3 separate regions of the Sus scrofa genome follow, and all the other regions are linked to region 2. The links are chromatin contacts, called in public HiChIP or PLAC-seq and promoter capture Hi-C maps. All regions are on one chromosome and are shown on one strand. The core of a region is the stretch at or near the end of the contact, and the rest is flanking DNA. Distances in the headings are between cores, read along the strand shown. Region 1 holds the start of SDCBP (syndecan binding protein). Region 2 holds the start of RAB2A (ras-related protein Rab-2A). Region 3 holds the start of YTHDF3 (YTH domain-containing family protein 3).

Region 1 (4,529 bases), core at 559-3,058, 1.4 Mb after region 2:
AAATTTCCACCAACAAACGAATGGATAAGCAAAATGTGGAATACACACACACGGAAATGTAATTTTGTTGCCTTAAAACGGAAGGAAATTCTGCAACACACAACTACATGGGTGAACTTGAGGACATTATGCTAAGTGAAATAAGCCACTCACATAAAAGACAAAAACTGATTCCACTTATGAGATCCTTAGTAGTCAAAATCATAAAGATATCAAGAACAGCAGTGCTTGACAGGGGCTGGGGGGAGACACTTTATACCACTCTTTGATTCAATGTTGAGCCATTTAACTGGTTACCTCTTCGGAAACTAAATAAATGGACAAAAAAATGTTGGTGGCATTTGCAAAGAAATTAATAAATGCGAAGATAACTATTACTAAATGTTAACAGGTGTTGTTTGGGAGAATCTATCTTTTACGAAACTCTTGGCATTTACTACCTAAAAAAGAAAGAACCTAAATCCAGCAGAAACAGGAAAAACAACAGGTGAGTCATGTTCATTTAGGAACTATTCTCTTCAACAGCAGGTTTATTGCCAACCACAGGTAAGTTCTTCCTCATGATTTTTACATTCTTCTTCTACCGCCCAATCGCAAAAATTACTGTTGCCAAAGTTAAATAGAGACTGTAACGGAATGACTATTTCCTGAACCTATTAAAAGGCATTTCCTTATTTTTATTTCGCAGCAAAAACCACATGATCCGTAATATTTACTCGCCATTTAAAGTTTATAAAGTACGGTGGCCACAGGGAAAATGGGAAAAACAAAACATTCTTACTGTTTGTCCTCAACCTCAGATTTTTAAAAATTACAGAATGGACAAATTTTAAAGTAATCACATATATAGTTGAGATAGAAATTACCAGCCTGCGATTGTTTTACCACATAATTTCCTTTTTTTAACCAATTATTTCCTTTGAAACAACTGGGTGTTATGAGTTTGGTGAACTACATATACTAAGAGCTGTGTATGGTGGAAAAAACAACAGTACACAAGTTATGCAGACACTACATACAGACTAGATAAAGCTAGACACTTCTTTTTAGAAGTTGGCACATTATAAGGCTCCATGACTCAATCCATTTTGGTGATAAAGGCAAACTTTCCATATCCTTTGGGCTCTGCTCTCACATCATTACAAGGAAATCCTGAAACGAAAGCTTTGAGTCACGAGCCCTCAAGGGACGTTTCCTTCGCAGCCGCGGAGCGGGAACCGCGGCTCCTTCCTCCAGCTTGTCCAGAAACCCGGCCCCGAGCAGCCTCCCCACCCCCACCCCCCCCCCACACAAAGTCAAGGCTTCACCCCAAGAGGACGCCTCCTACCTCCCGCCAGACAGGACGCTGCGGTGAGGTCGCCGAGAAAGAGCCCGGGGACGCGGCGCCCGGACGACCCGGAGACCGGAGCCGCCGCTGTCCCCTCACCGCCCGGGCCGCCTCCGGGAGGAACAAAAAGAGTCGAGGCGGCCGCGGGTGGGGGGCTGCGGGCCGACCACGGGCTCCGTCCTGGCCCCGGCCCCCAGTCCGCAGGGTCGCCGGCAGCCAAGGGAGCCGCTCGCGCAAACTTTCGCCCCGGGCCGCGGGCGCCGGGAGGGGCGCGGAGACCACCGACGACAGGGCGTCGCCGTCGACGCGAGTAGCTGCGCCGAGACGCCCCTCCACTAAGCGGCCCGGGGACTCTGCCCCTCCGGTTCCGTCCCCGAGCCCGGGACGCCGAGGGTGCGCCCCTCTTTCCCCCTGGTGCTCACCCCGGCCGTAGGTACCTGATCGCCGCCGCCGCCTCCGGTCACTGACTCGGACTTCCGAGACCCGGAGCGAGGAAGGCGGCGCGCGCCCGAGGACCGCCTGTGAGGCGCGTCACCGCGCCGCTCCCCCCTTCCGCTTGCGCAGGCGCGCAACGCTCTGTCAGGTGACCCCGTCGCCAGGGTAACAGGGCGCGGGCGGCTCAGCGGCCCCCACTATTGCAGAGATTGGGGATGTAGAGCCCCCCCTTCCCCCAGCCAACCTGCTCCCCTCTCTGGGCACTTCGTGACCAGCGACGCCACTCTTCGTCTGCCTCATTCATGATGGTTCCCATCACCTCGAACACAGGGAGCCCCGAAACCCTAGCCTTTGGCGATTTCTTGGCCAGCCTTGGACTTCTACCACCGTGGTCATATTCATCACCACCCTCTCGGTTGACCGCTCTACCTACAGGCTCTGAAGCCTTCCTCTCTCTAACCCTTCCCAACCCCTGCCCTCTTTGTGTTACAACTTGTTTGACTTTTTTTACCCTCTGCCCGTCTGAGCTAAAGTTCACGGGTTGTTGAGGGTTATGTGAGGTAGTGCACAATAGCTGTGTCCTAACACAAAAAGTGAAAAACTGTTTCTTAAGGGCTATGTTCCAGAAGATGTCCTAAGAACTTGATGTATACAGTAGTCTTATTTGATCCTTACGTCTATCTGAGATATTCTTGCTGTGTTTGGTTTGTTTGGTTTTTTTTTTTTTTTAACAACTGCAGGTACTGGCTTGTGAACTTCCCCAGGCCAGAGGTAGGATCACAGCTGCAGCTGCAGGCCTGCACCACAACCAGGGCAACACCGGTTTCAAGGCTCACCTGTGACCTACAGCTTGCAGCAACTGCTGGATCCTTAACCCACTGAGCGAGGCCAGGGATCAAACCTGCATCCTCAGAGACAAGGCTGGGTCCTTAACCAGCTGAGGCAAAACAGAACACTGAGGCAACATCTTTAGCTTGTGAAGACACTGAGGCACACTTTACCTAAATTTTCCATACTTACCATGGAGTAACAGAGCACTTGACAAAATAGCATTTATTACCTTAGAAGCATTTTATTTCTAGCTAAATTATTTAGTACACAATAACCTAATCTGGGGCAAAACTAGTAAAAGTCTGAGCATAAAAGAGGTGACAAGTATGTAATATGTAGACTGTGCCCTCAGAGTCTGAGGTCTAGGTGATAAAATAGATATTTAATTGGATTGGGAAGGAAGAAATAAAACTAGTTTTGTTCACAGGTGGCATGGGTTATATAGAAAGTCCCAAAGAATTGGCCAAAAAAAAAAAAAGTGGTTATAGCAAGGTAGCAGAATTCAAGTTTAACATATGAGCCAATTGTTTTCTTATATAACAGTAGTAAACAATTAGAATTTGAAATTAAAGGCACAATATCACTCATACTGGCACCAAAAAATGGAATAAAATAATTAGGTATAACTGACAAAAAATGCACAAAATCTATGTGAGGATAAGTATAAACATTCTAATGAAAGAAACCATAGTATTATACTAATAAATGTAATGATAGCCCATGTTCTTGGATAGGAAGACACATTATTGTCTTATATCAGTTTTTCCCAATTTGATACATTTGGCACAATCTCAGTCGAAATCCCAGCAAATTATTTTTGAATCCTAACAAACTGACTAAAAAGTTTTTACAGAATACAAAAGGCTCAGAGAGCCAACACAAAATGGAAGAAGGGGAACAAAGTCATGGGCCTGACTCTGCCCAGCATCAAAACCTACTATAAAGCTAGAGAAATCAGACAATGTGGGATTGGCAAAAGACTAGAAAAATAAATCAATGGAACAGGATACAGAGCCCAGAAATAGACATGCACAAATATATTCAACAGATCTCTGACTAAAGAGCAAAGGCATTTAATGGGTAGTCTTTTTTTTTTTTTTTTTTTTTTTTTTAAGGGCCACGCCTGTGGCATTTGGAAGTTCCCAGGCTAGGGGCTGAAGCAGACCTGCAGCTGCCAGCCACAGCTATGTAGGATCCCAGACACATCTTCGACCTATACCAAAGCTTATAGCAACGCTGGATCCTTAACTGACTGAGTGATGCCAGGGATTGAACCCTCATCCTCATGGATACTAGTCTTAACCCACTGAGCCACAATGGGAACTCCCAATGGATAGTTTTTTCTAATGGTACTAGGACAACTGGACCTCCGTATTCACAAGAAAAAAAAAATCTAGACAAGACCTTACACTTTTCACAAAAATTAATTTGAAATAGGTCATAGACCTAAACTTAGCACTCAAACCGATAAAACTTCTGGAAGATAACCTAGGAGAAAATCCAGTTGAACTCTGGTTTGGTCATAAGTTTTAAAATGAAGCACCAAAACCACAATCCACGCCAGAAATAAAAAAAAAAAATGACAAGATAAGACTTAATTAAAATGTAAAGTTTCTTCTTTGTGAAAGACATTGTTTAGAGAATGGAAAGATAAGTCACAAACTGGGAGAAAATACTCTTGCAAAATGCATATGTGATCAAGTCTTGCATCCAAAATATTCAAAGAACACCTAAACCTCAACAGTAAGAAAAGAACCCAATTTAAATCTGGGCAAAAGATCTGAATACACACCTCGCCCAAGAAGATCTACAGATGGCAAATGAGTGTATGAAAAGAGGCTCAACAGCATGACATTAGGGAACTGCAAAGTGAAATGACAATTTGAAATACACCACTACACACCTTTAGAATAGCTAAAATCCAAAACAATGCCGA
Region 2 (4,426 bases), core at 1,758-4,257:
AGGAGAAGAGAAGGCTAACAATGATTGTTTCATAGGCCAGGGAAAGTGAGAAACAGGAAAAGTAGTGATTACCTTCATTCTAAAATGCATATTTTTCAAACTGTGACTTTTTAAAAAATCAGGGCAGATCTCCCACTATTGGTTTAATGTTATTTGGTGTGTGTATGGGAAGGGCCATATTCACTGTCCCTTACCACTCTGAGTATACTCTGAAGTAAGAAAACATGGTAAAGAATTTTGGCCCAAGTTAATATTTATAGTAAGAAAGTGGCAGAATTGGGCTAAAAAATTCTTCTGTCAAGTTATTAGTGTTATTAATATGAACATTATGGCCTGTTTGGCTATTCTCACATTAACTTAATTAAATGTTTAGGGTCTACCTTTGACTAGGCTCTTCCAGGAACACAAAGTCAAACAAAACACCTTTTCTGCCCTCAAGAAGTAGATCATCAAATAAAACGCCTACACAAGTATCCACAAAACAGGAATTAACATCGGAAAAAAAAGATACAAAGTGGGACACATCCAGATAAGCCAGATAAGAAGGAGTAGTCTCTTCTAGCCCGGATCCCAGGAAAGCCTGACATATCAAAAGAACTTAATAAATGTTGACTGAAAGCATTATGGAAGACGCGAATTAGAATACTGAAGGACAGAGAGAATTTCGACAGACAAGGCATTCTGAGCAGAGGGAGCAACAGGAGGCCAGGGAAGAAGCCCTGGGCCTTGCTGGCAGGAGGAAGATGGGGAATAGTGGAGACTGGGAAAGAAGGCTAGAAAAGTTAAAGGCGGGTGCTGAAATGCAGAGTTCCCTGAAGGCTGAACTAAAGAATGTGAAGAGAAGAATAGCCTCCTAACAGCCATGTTTTGGGAAGATTACTCTGACAGTCAACTCTGTCAGCTGAACTCGAGTTGGGAGAAGGTAACACTGCAGACAGGCTAATGTCAAAGGCTCAGTGCCCACACTAGGTGGTAACAGCAGAAATGGCAGGAAAGGAATGTCTTCCCTTTGAACTACCAGGGGATTGTTTTTGCACTGGGCAAATTCCAAAAGAACAGAGCACCAACCTGTTCATATTTGTAGTCCCACTACTTCCAGCCGAATACTTTACGTACAGTTGATGCTCAGTAAGAAAGTTGAAAGAAGGCAACCTGCGAAGCCTAATTTGAATTGTCACTATTGCTAAATTTCCATAATCGCTCTTCTCTCTACTTCTTGAACCCATTCACATTGTAGTTAAGGTGAATTCCCTCTTCCAATCTTAATTTTACAGACTAAATCAAAATTAGCCAGTGGGCTTTAGAACGCCTGGTCCTTCTTCAAGTAGGCTCAGCATTTTTACAAGTATATAAATTTGCTACTGAACATGTGCAAAACACAGGACTTTACGCAGAAAACCATCCTGTTTCCACACACACACACACACACACACCAAAAAACCTTGCTGAAAAACTATATTTACAGCATAAAAGCTTTCCTTTTAGGAAGAATGATTCTTGTGTTACTTATTCAATCTGCCCTATCACTAGTGCAACCACAGGCTGCTGCTTACATTTCCAAAGTTGTGCAAAGGTTCCAAAGTTGTGCAAGAGTCATCACTGAAATCAGACCCTGGTATATTAATAGTTATAATACCTGAACAAGTCTTAGTTTTATTATTAGATGAAAAGCAATGCCAGAAATCACAGATATTAAAAATATATTTTCAATGATTTTTATTACTTTATCGTGAAATGCATTGGGATGTTATTTTAAGTGAGAATAACTGAATTCTTTCTGCTTTAAATGGACATCAGGTCACCTGAACACTGGCAGTTGTGAGCCTGGATCTGAGGTATCAGAAAAAAAATCTGTGTCCCCAGCAGATACACCGACACACGCTCATTAGCAAACACCCAGGGCAATGAACGACCTTGCATTACTATCAAATAATCCTAGTTCACACACGGCAAAAGTCGACAGAACTCTTTCACGCTTTAATGACCTCGAAAGGGATCCCCCAGGTGTCAAGTAATGGAATGTGACTTATCCTGATTTACGCGTTGATAGGAATAAGAATACACACATACATACATATATATATAATTGTTTTTTAAGGCTCCCGTCTCTCTCTCAGCTGGCTTTCCCATACCAGGGAGCGCATTGCCCAGGCCTGGGCAAATGCGTGGTGGAAGGTGGGACGGGTCAGGAAACCCAAGACCCTCCTCCCATCATCACCTTCTGCTCTCCTCTGCCCCCTTTCCCTTTCTCGAAGGCGGCGGAGAGGCCCAAGGTGAGGGGCCTTGGCCAGGGAGTGTAATCATCTGAGTCAGGCTCTGGCGGCCCCGGACTAGGTCGGCCCTCCTGTCATACACTCCGTAGGCCGCGCGTCGAAACGGCTGCTGCGGTCCCCAGGTGCGCAGGGCCGGCCGGGCTGGGGGTCTGCGGGCCAGGCCCGGCCAGGCCGCGGCCGCTCGCAGTGCCCACGTCACCAGCTCCAGCACTGCGGAAATGGAGCTGCGCGGCCGGCGGGGAGGCGCCCGGCCGCGTCGGCGCCCGCGCCGCGGCCAGACGTCGTTTGCCCCTGAGCCCCGGCCCGGAGGCCGCCGCCACCCGCCCGGATGCGCCCGGGGCCTCACCTGTGTCGCCGATGATGATGTACTTGAAGAGATAGGCGTACGCCATGGCCGCGGCCGCTTGGTGCCAGGGCACACGGCTCCTCCTCCTGCTACTGCTCCTCCTCCTCCGCGCCCCTCACCCCGGCGCCGCTCGGCCTTGAAACGCCAGGCCCCGCCCGCCGCAGCCGCCGCCGTCGCCGTCAGCCGTGGGGAGCGAGGTGCCGAGAGGAAGCGGGACGAACCGACAGGCGAGAGGGGCCGAGCTGAAGCGCGACAAACCGATACCCACGGAGACCAGGGAGACAGCGCCCGGCCCAGCTCAGTCGAACAATAACAGCCTTCGCGGCGCCTCCGCCCCGCCTCCGCGCCGACCCGGAAGTGCTGCAGCCGCCGGCGCCGCCGGGGGAAAGGGGAGGAGCACCGCACGCCGGCCGCACCCCGCCCCGCCGGCCGGAGCCCCGCCCCCCCGGAGCCCCGCCCAGGGCCGCGCTTGCCGCGCCCGACCGCCCCGTCCGCCCCGAGCCGGGCGAGGCCGGGCGTTTGTCGTTCTCCGGCACTTTTGAACGGGAGACCGCGGCGGCTGGGAGACGCTGGGGGAGGGGAGGGGACGTGCGGCTCCGTCGCTGCGGCGCGCGCGGTGCCGCGTTCTTCCGCCCTGCGGTGGGGACGCAGGGCACGTGGTGGGAAGCGGGCTGTCGCGTTAGGCGCAGGGCCTGCCCCGGGCTGGTGAGAGATGTTAGGAAAGGATCCGGCCGCTCGGGGCGGGGTTGGAGGGCGAAAGTATTTATGCGCTGCTGGACAGGACTTTGACAGTGAAAATGGAAGTATTTGTAAATTTGAAACCGTAAATCGGGGAATGTGCGGTGAACCATGGTATGCCCCTGTGGTGGAATACTACGCTGTCTTAGTTTTTTTAGAAAAAGCCTGACTTAAGAACAAGGCATAGGACTTATATATTTATGTTTTATGCATTATTTATGTTATAAGTATTATCAATATACAGTTGTCTAATATGTATAAGTGACAGAATATATATTGTACATTTATAAGCAACATTTTTTATAGCAATATAAATAATTTTTTTACTGTTTTGTAGAAAAATAAGAGCTGCACTTAAAATACCCATATGTACTTAATCGGAAAGGATACTACTGGCACCACGGGAAGGTGGGGGGGTATGGAATTGGAGGAAAGATCTACTTTCCACTGATGTTTTGAGTGCAGTTTGAAATTTTTGCAGTATTTATGAATTATCTGTTGAAAAATGCCTTAAAAGGGAAAAAACAAAGTAACTTATTTGTTCATTCCAATAACACTGAGTACGTACTCTTTCCTGCACTGCTAGGCACTAGAACTAAAGGCAGACCCTGTTCAAAAGGAGCACTGATTTGGGAATGAGGTGGAGGACAGAGTTAGTTTTAAGTGTCAGGATAGGTTACCAAGAGAATAGGATGTCTGAACCAGAAATATGAAGGATGAGTAAGTGTTTGTCAAAAGGACAAAAAGTAGGGGATGAGAAATGAAGTCAAGTCACAAGGAACCATGTGCAAAGTTCCTGGATCTGTTAAGGGAATTTCAGATTGCACAAGGAAGTGCATCTGCTAACCCATGGCCTCTGCTGTTGGCAGTGGAAGGAGAGTCAGTGCTAGGACAGAAGGGACTGGGATTTAGTGGCTCAGATTCCTGTTGCCCAATATTTTCCTTTCCCTTTTGGAATCTGTCATTCTACCGACCCCTCTGTGCTGGTCTGGCAGTGGTTGGTTGCTGCATAATTTGAATGGCGTTTCCAAATGTCAACTCAGGCTTTTGTGTTTTTATTTTTTTAAGT
Region 3 (4,009 bases), core at 615-3,114, 2.0 Mb before region 2:
ACTCATTCCTTTCAAACTTGCAAAAGCTAATAAAACCCCTAAGAATATAAAGAACACCAATAAAGACATTGAACTTTATCTAAAAAACTACTGTAAGTCCCATTTTGTAGATAATATTGTGCTACAGAAATAAAAAACAGGAAGCATAATCCTATTTAGTCTAATTTCTAGCCCTAATACAAAATGTAATCAATATATAATTCACTGTAATGTTCGTTAATTGGCACTGTTCCAAGAAAACAGTTACTGTTCTATACTTACTAATGTCACATGATTAATGTCAGTTCCAGTCAGCTGACTGTATTGTTCCATACTAATAAGTACAAAATACTCATTTTTTTTTTAAATGCTTGACTTTCAATAGTACTTGTCTTCTAAATAAAGAGTAAATCATAGAATCCTGGCAGGGACCTCACAAATTATTTCCTTCCCAGTCCTTTCTAAAATACCGTATTGACTGGTCAAACCTTGCAGGTCTACAGGGCAAGATAACATGCCTCTTCAATTTTAATCTCTAACTGGTTACTGCCTCAATGTGACTGACTTCAATAGAACCAGCGATTAACAGTACAATTTTTCACTAATGCCACATAGTCTAGTATGCGGGCTGCATGTTACAGTGTAACCCAGATGTGTTGAAGAAAATGTCCACTGATCTACAAACATTTGCAGAATTTTGGCAGAAGTTACATAATACAAACTGTAAAAATGAAGAAATACCACTACATGCATAACAATACTTTCTTAAGTGAAATACAACTAATAAAACTGTTTCTGGTATCACTCTGGTTTCTATAAAAGTGGCTTCCAAGAAAGGAGCTACCAAACTTTCGGAGAGCATTTGGCTGCCTTAGCCTACGTTGGGGAGGAAGAGGGGAAGGAGCAAAAACAAACAAAAAGCCCTTCACGTAGTTTAAAAGTACCATTAAACCAACGATGAGAAATAAGATAAAATATATCTGAACTCACCTTTATTTCCTTGCCCTTTAGGTCTCTGTGTAGCAAGATGAAAGGTGTGGTAATGAGAAGGGGGGGAAAAAAGGAAGAGAGGGAAAATGTGTTAATCAAAGACGTTATCAGAGTCAGTTATTTTAAACAATCCGCGTAGGAGTAAAACCCACCACATCCTCCATAGCCACCCATTTCCCAACCATCCCGGTCGTTAAACCTCCTACCCGCCTCTCAGAATCCGTCTCCCAGAGCTCGCCTGGTCTCAGCCCCGCGTCTGCCGCCCTCAGGACGCGTCCTAAGGCCCCGGAAAGCGGTTCTGCCCCCACCCAGCGCGGCCCCGCGGCCGCCCGCCTGGGCCGCAGGCTCCGGGGCCAGGGCGCACGCCCCGGCCCGGGCGGCGGGACCGCAGCAACTTGCGCCCGGGCACCGTTAGGGGCCGGCAGCGGCGGCGACGGGGAGGAGCCGAAGCCCCACGCGAGGGTGGAGCTCCGGGGCTCGGGCCTTCGCCGAGCCTGCGGCCTCTGCTCCCTCACCTGATCCACGCTAGTGGCTGACATTCTTCACCGCAACCCGAGAGCTGCTGCTGCTACCGCCGCCGCCGCCGCCGCCTGGGCCTCTCCCCGTGCACTCACAGCAGTTGGCTGCCGCCCTCGGCCGAGTGACCCTTCCAGCCGCCGCCGCCGCTGGCGCTCGCTGAGAAGCCAGAAAGAGGGCCTCGCGCTCGGGAGTCGGTGGAAGGGGCCCGTCTCTTCCGCCTGCACGCTCCTCTTCCCCCTCGCTCTCCGCTTCTCGGGTCCACAATGGCGGACAGGCTCCCTAGTCTCACTTCCGCTCCGAGCCTCCCTGACCTTCCGCTCTCCACTCTGACGTCCGCGCTCACCTCGCTCTTCCTCCCCCACCCTCCCGCCACCAACCTTGGCTCCGCCTCCCCATCGCCACGTCATTGGCGCCGGCCCCGCGCGCTGGTGTGCAAGCGCCGCGGAGGGAGCGCGTCGGGGCAGCGGAGAGCGCCCACCTCCAGCGGTTCTGCCGGACCTTTCTTCTGCACGGCTCGCAGGCTGCAGGCGCCCCGTCGACCGGCGGCCTCGGGCACCCGGGCACGCTCCGGAGTCCGTCCTTTTGAAGTAGGACGTGGGCCTGGGCTGTCGAGCCGGCGGCGGAGTCAACGTTGGCCGCTCAAAACGCTGCAGCCTCAGGCGCAGCCGCCCAGGTGAGCGAACATAAGTGGCCGGGCCTGCACCGCAGCCTCCCGAGGCCTCCCAAAGCCGCGTGGGCGGCGGCATGAGTCAGCCGCCCTAGGGACAGCTGCCGGGCGGACCGCTAGCCTACCTGGGCAGCGAAAGTGGCTAGGGTTAGAGCCCTGGGCATCGACACTTAAAAGCACCTTGGAGGTTCGCCGGCAAGTGTTCGTTCTCTCCATACTCCAGGAGCAGGAGAGGGGATAACTGACAATTCATCGGTAACCTCGAAGTCAGACTTGGTCCTCCCCTGATGCTGACTTTAATGAAAGAATAAAGTTACCTTTGGAAAGGTAAGCAAAGTTGCAGGCCGTTTTTCAGTCCTAGAAAGGAGAGACGTTTAAAATTTAAGTAGAAACGGGAAAGTTATTTTTCTGCAACTGGCAAAACTGAAGGAACCGATTTGGAACATTTTGAACTTTTTGTTGAAGTGACATCAGAAAGTGTAAAATTGCTAAGTTATAGGATTTTGTATTTAACAATGCAACAGTATTTTAGCAGCACTGAATAATAAAAGTGAATCGTGTCCACTGTTTCAAGAGGCATTTCTTTTTCAGGCCTGCTCATTTTCCCAGGCTCTCCCATTTTGCCACACATCCCAGGGCCTCTGCCTGAGTCTTAGCTAAGGCTGACAGCTTTTGCAATTTCCCAGAACTCCCCCACCCCCCTTCAGCTGTTGCACTTGATCTCTTTCGTCTGCCCATCCTCCACTCGGAACAGACCTTTTTTTTCCTCTTTGGCCCCCTTGTGACATATGGAGTTCCTAGGCCAGGGATCAGGTCTCAGCCACAGTTTTGACCACAGCTGTGGCAGTGCCAGACCCTTAGCCCACTGGGCTGGGCCAGGATTCAAACCTACGTCCCAGCCCTCCCAAGATGATGCTAATCCCTTTATGCCACACGGGAACTCCCAGATCTTTTTAGTTTGAGAGTTGGCTGCTATAATACATGTATGAGTAGGAAGATTGGGGGCATAGAGGAAGACTCTTATGAAATCTTACAGGTCTTGTCTTTGGTACTCAATTATCTTAGTTAAAAAGCATGGCTCTGGAATCCAATCCAATCTAATTTGCTGCAGTAGTTGTGTAACTTTGGGAAGTCACTGAACCTTTTTAAGCCTTAGTTTTCTCATGACTAAAGTAAGATCATATATGTACAATTCCTGGCAAAGTGTAAGCTTTCAACAGAAGTGGCCATACAAAGCCAATTTCTGGTTCCTTTGCTGAATGATTTCCAGAATGGTAGTAGAAGCCTACATTTAGTCATCATATGTCAGGTACTGTAAAAATCATTAAAATCCTCAGAGCATGATACTGTGTTAAGTGCTGTTACCAAAACTGACAGTGAAGTTAAGAAAAGTGCCCAAAACAACACAACCAATTCCTGACAGTCAGGTTTTGAACACAGGCAGGTTGGCTCCAGAGCTTGTACTATAGCCATGTACCTAATGACATGATAGTCTGGTGAGTTTTAGTTCTTTCATACCTGCCTCCCAGCAAACTCCTTCCATGTTATCCTTCCTACCATTGAGATCTGAACTTGCAGAATGGAGCACTAACTACCTTGAGATGTAAACCCATTTAATATTAAATATTTTTAAAGGTACATCTGGGAACTATTTCACATCATCTCCACTGCCTCCAGAAGTGTGCAGGTGACATTTTAGAACCTGCTGCTACAGAGTCTAGATTCTAGGCAATATTTCACTCTTGTTACAGGGCTCCAGGCATCTTGGCCTCCTGGTGAACACAGTTCTGTTCAAGGCTTGGAAAGGAGAGGGCAGGCTGGATTTCAGCCCTCTTTCACCCCTCAGCCACCTTG

What was found. Promoter capture Hi-C pulls out the DNA fragments that hold promoters and counts their contacts. HiChIP or PLAC-seq counts read pairs in DNA pulled down with a chosen protein or histone mark.
Region 1: an H3K27ac HiChIP or PLAC-seq map of alveolar macrophages shows a contact between it and region 2. The contact joins the promoter of SDCBP here to the promoter of RAB2A in region 2. A contact is called at or near these places in 1 of 5 promoter capture datasets (liver) and 1 of 2 datasets of contacts at active chromatin or transcription factors (alveolar macrophages).
Region 3: a contact with region 2 is called in a promoter capture Hi-C map of liver, with 3 times the contacts expected there. The contact joins the promoter of YTHDF3 here to the promoter of RAB2A in region 2. A contact is called at or near these places in 1 of 5 promoter capture datasets (liver) and 1 of 2 datasets of contacts at active chromatin or transcription factors (alveolar macrophages).

The regions. Positions count from the first base shown.
Region 1 is chr4:74,326,749-74,331,277 of Sscrofa11.1, forward strand. It overlaps SDCBP (syndecan binding protein), which reads right to left and starts at 1,809. Exons shown (of 9, transcript NM_001244414.2): 1 at 1,750-1,809.
Region 2 is chr4:72,879,176-72,883,601 of Sscrofa11.1, forward strand. It overlaps RAB2A (ras-related protein Rab-2A), which reads right to left and starts at 3,008. Exons shown (of 8, transcript XM_001926704.6): 1 at 2,620-3,008. The coding sequence starts at 2,665.
Region 3 is chr4:70,926,975-70,930,983 of Sscrofa11.1, forward strand. YTHDF3 (YTH domain-containing family protein 3) reads right to left here and starts at 1,865. Exons shown (of 5, transcript XM_021089306.1): 1 at 1,485-1,865; 2 at 970-994. The coding sequence starts at 1,508.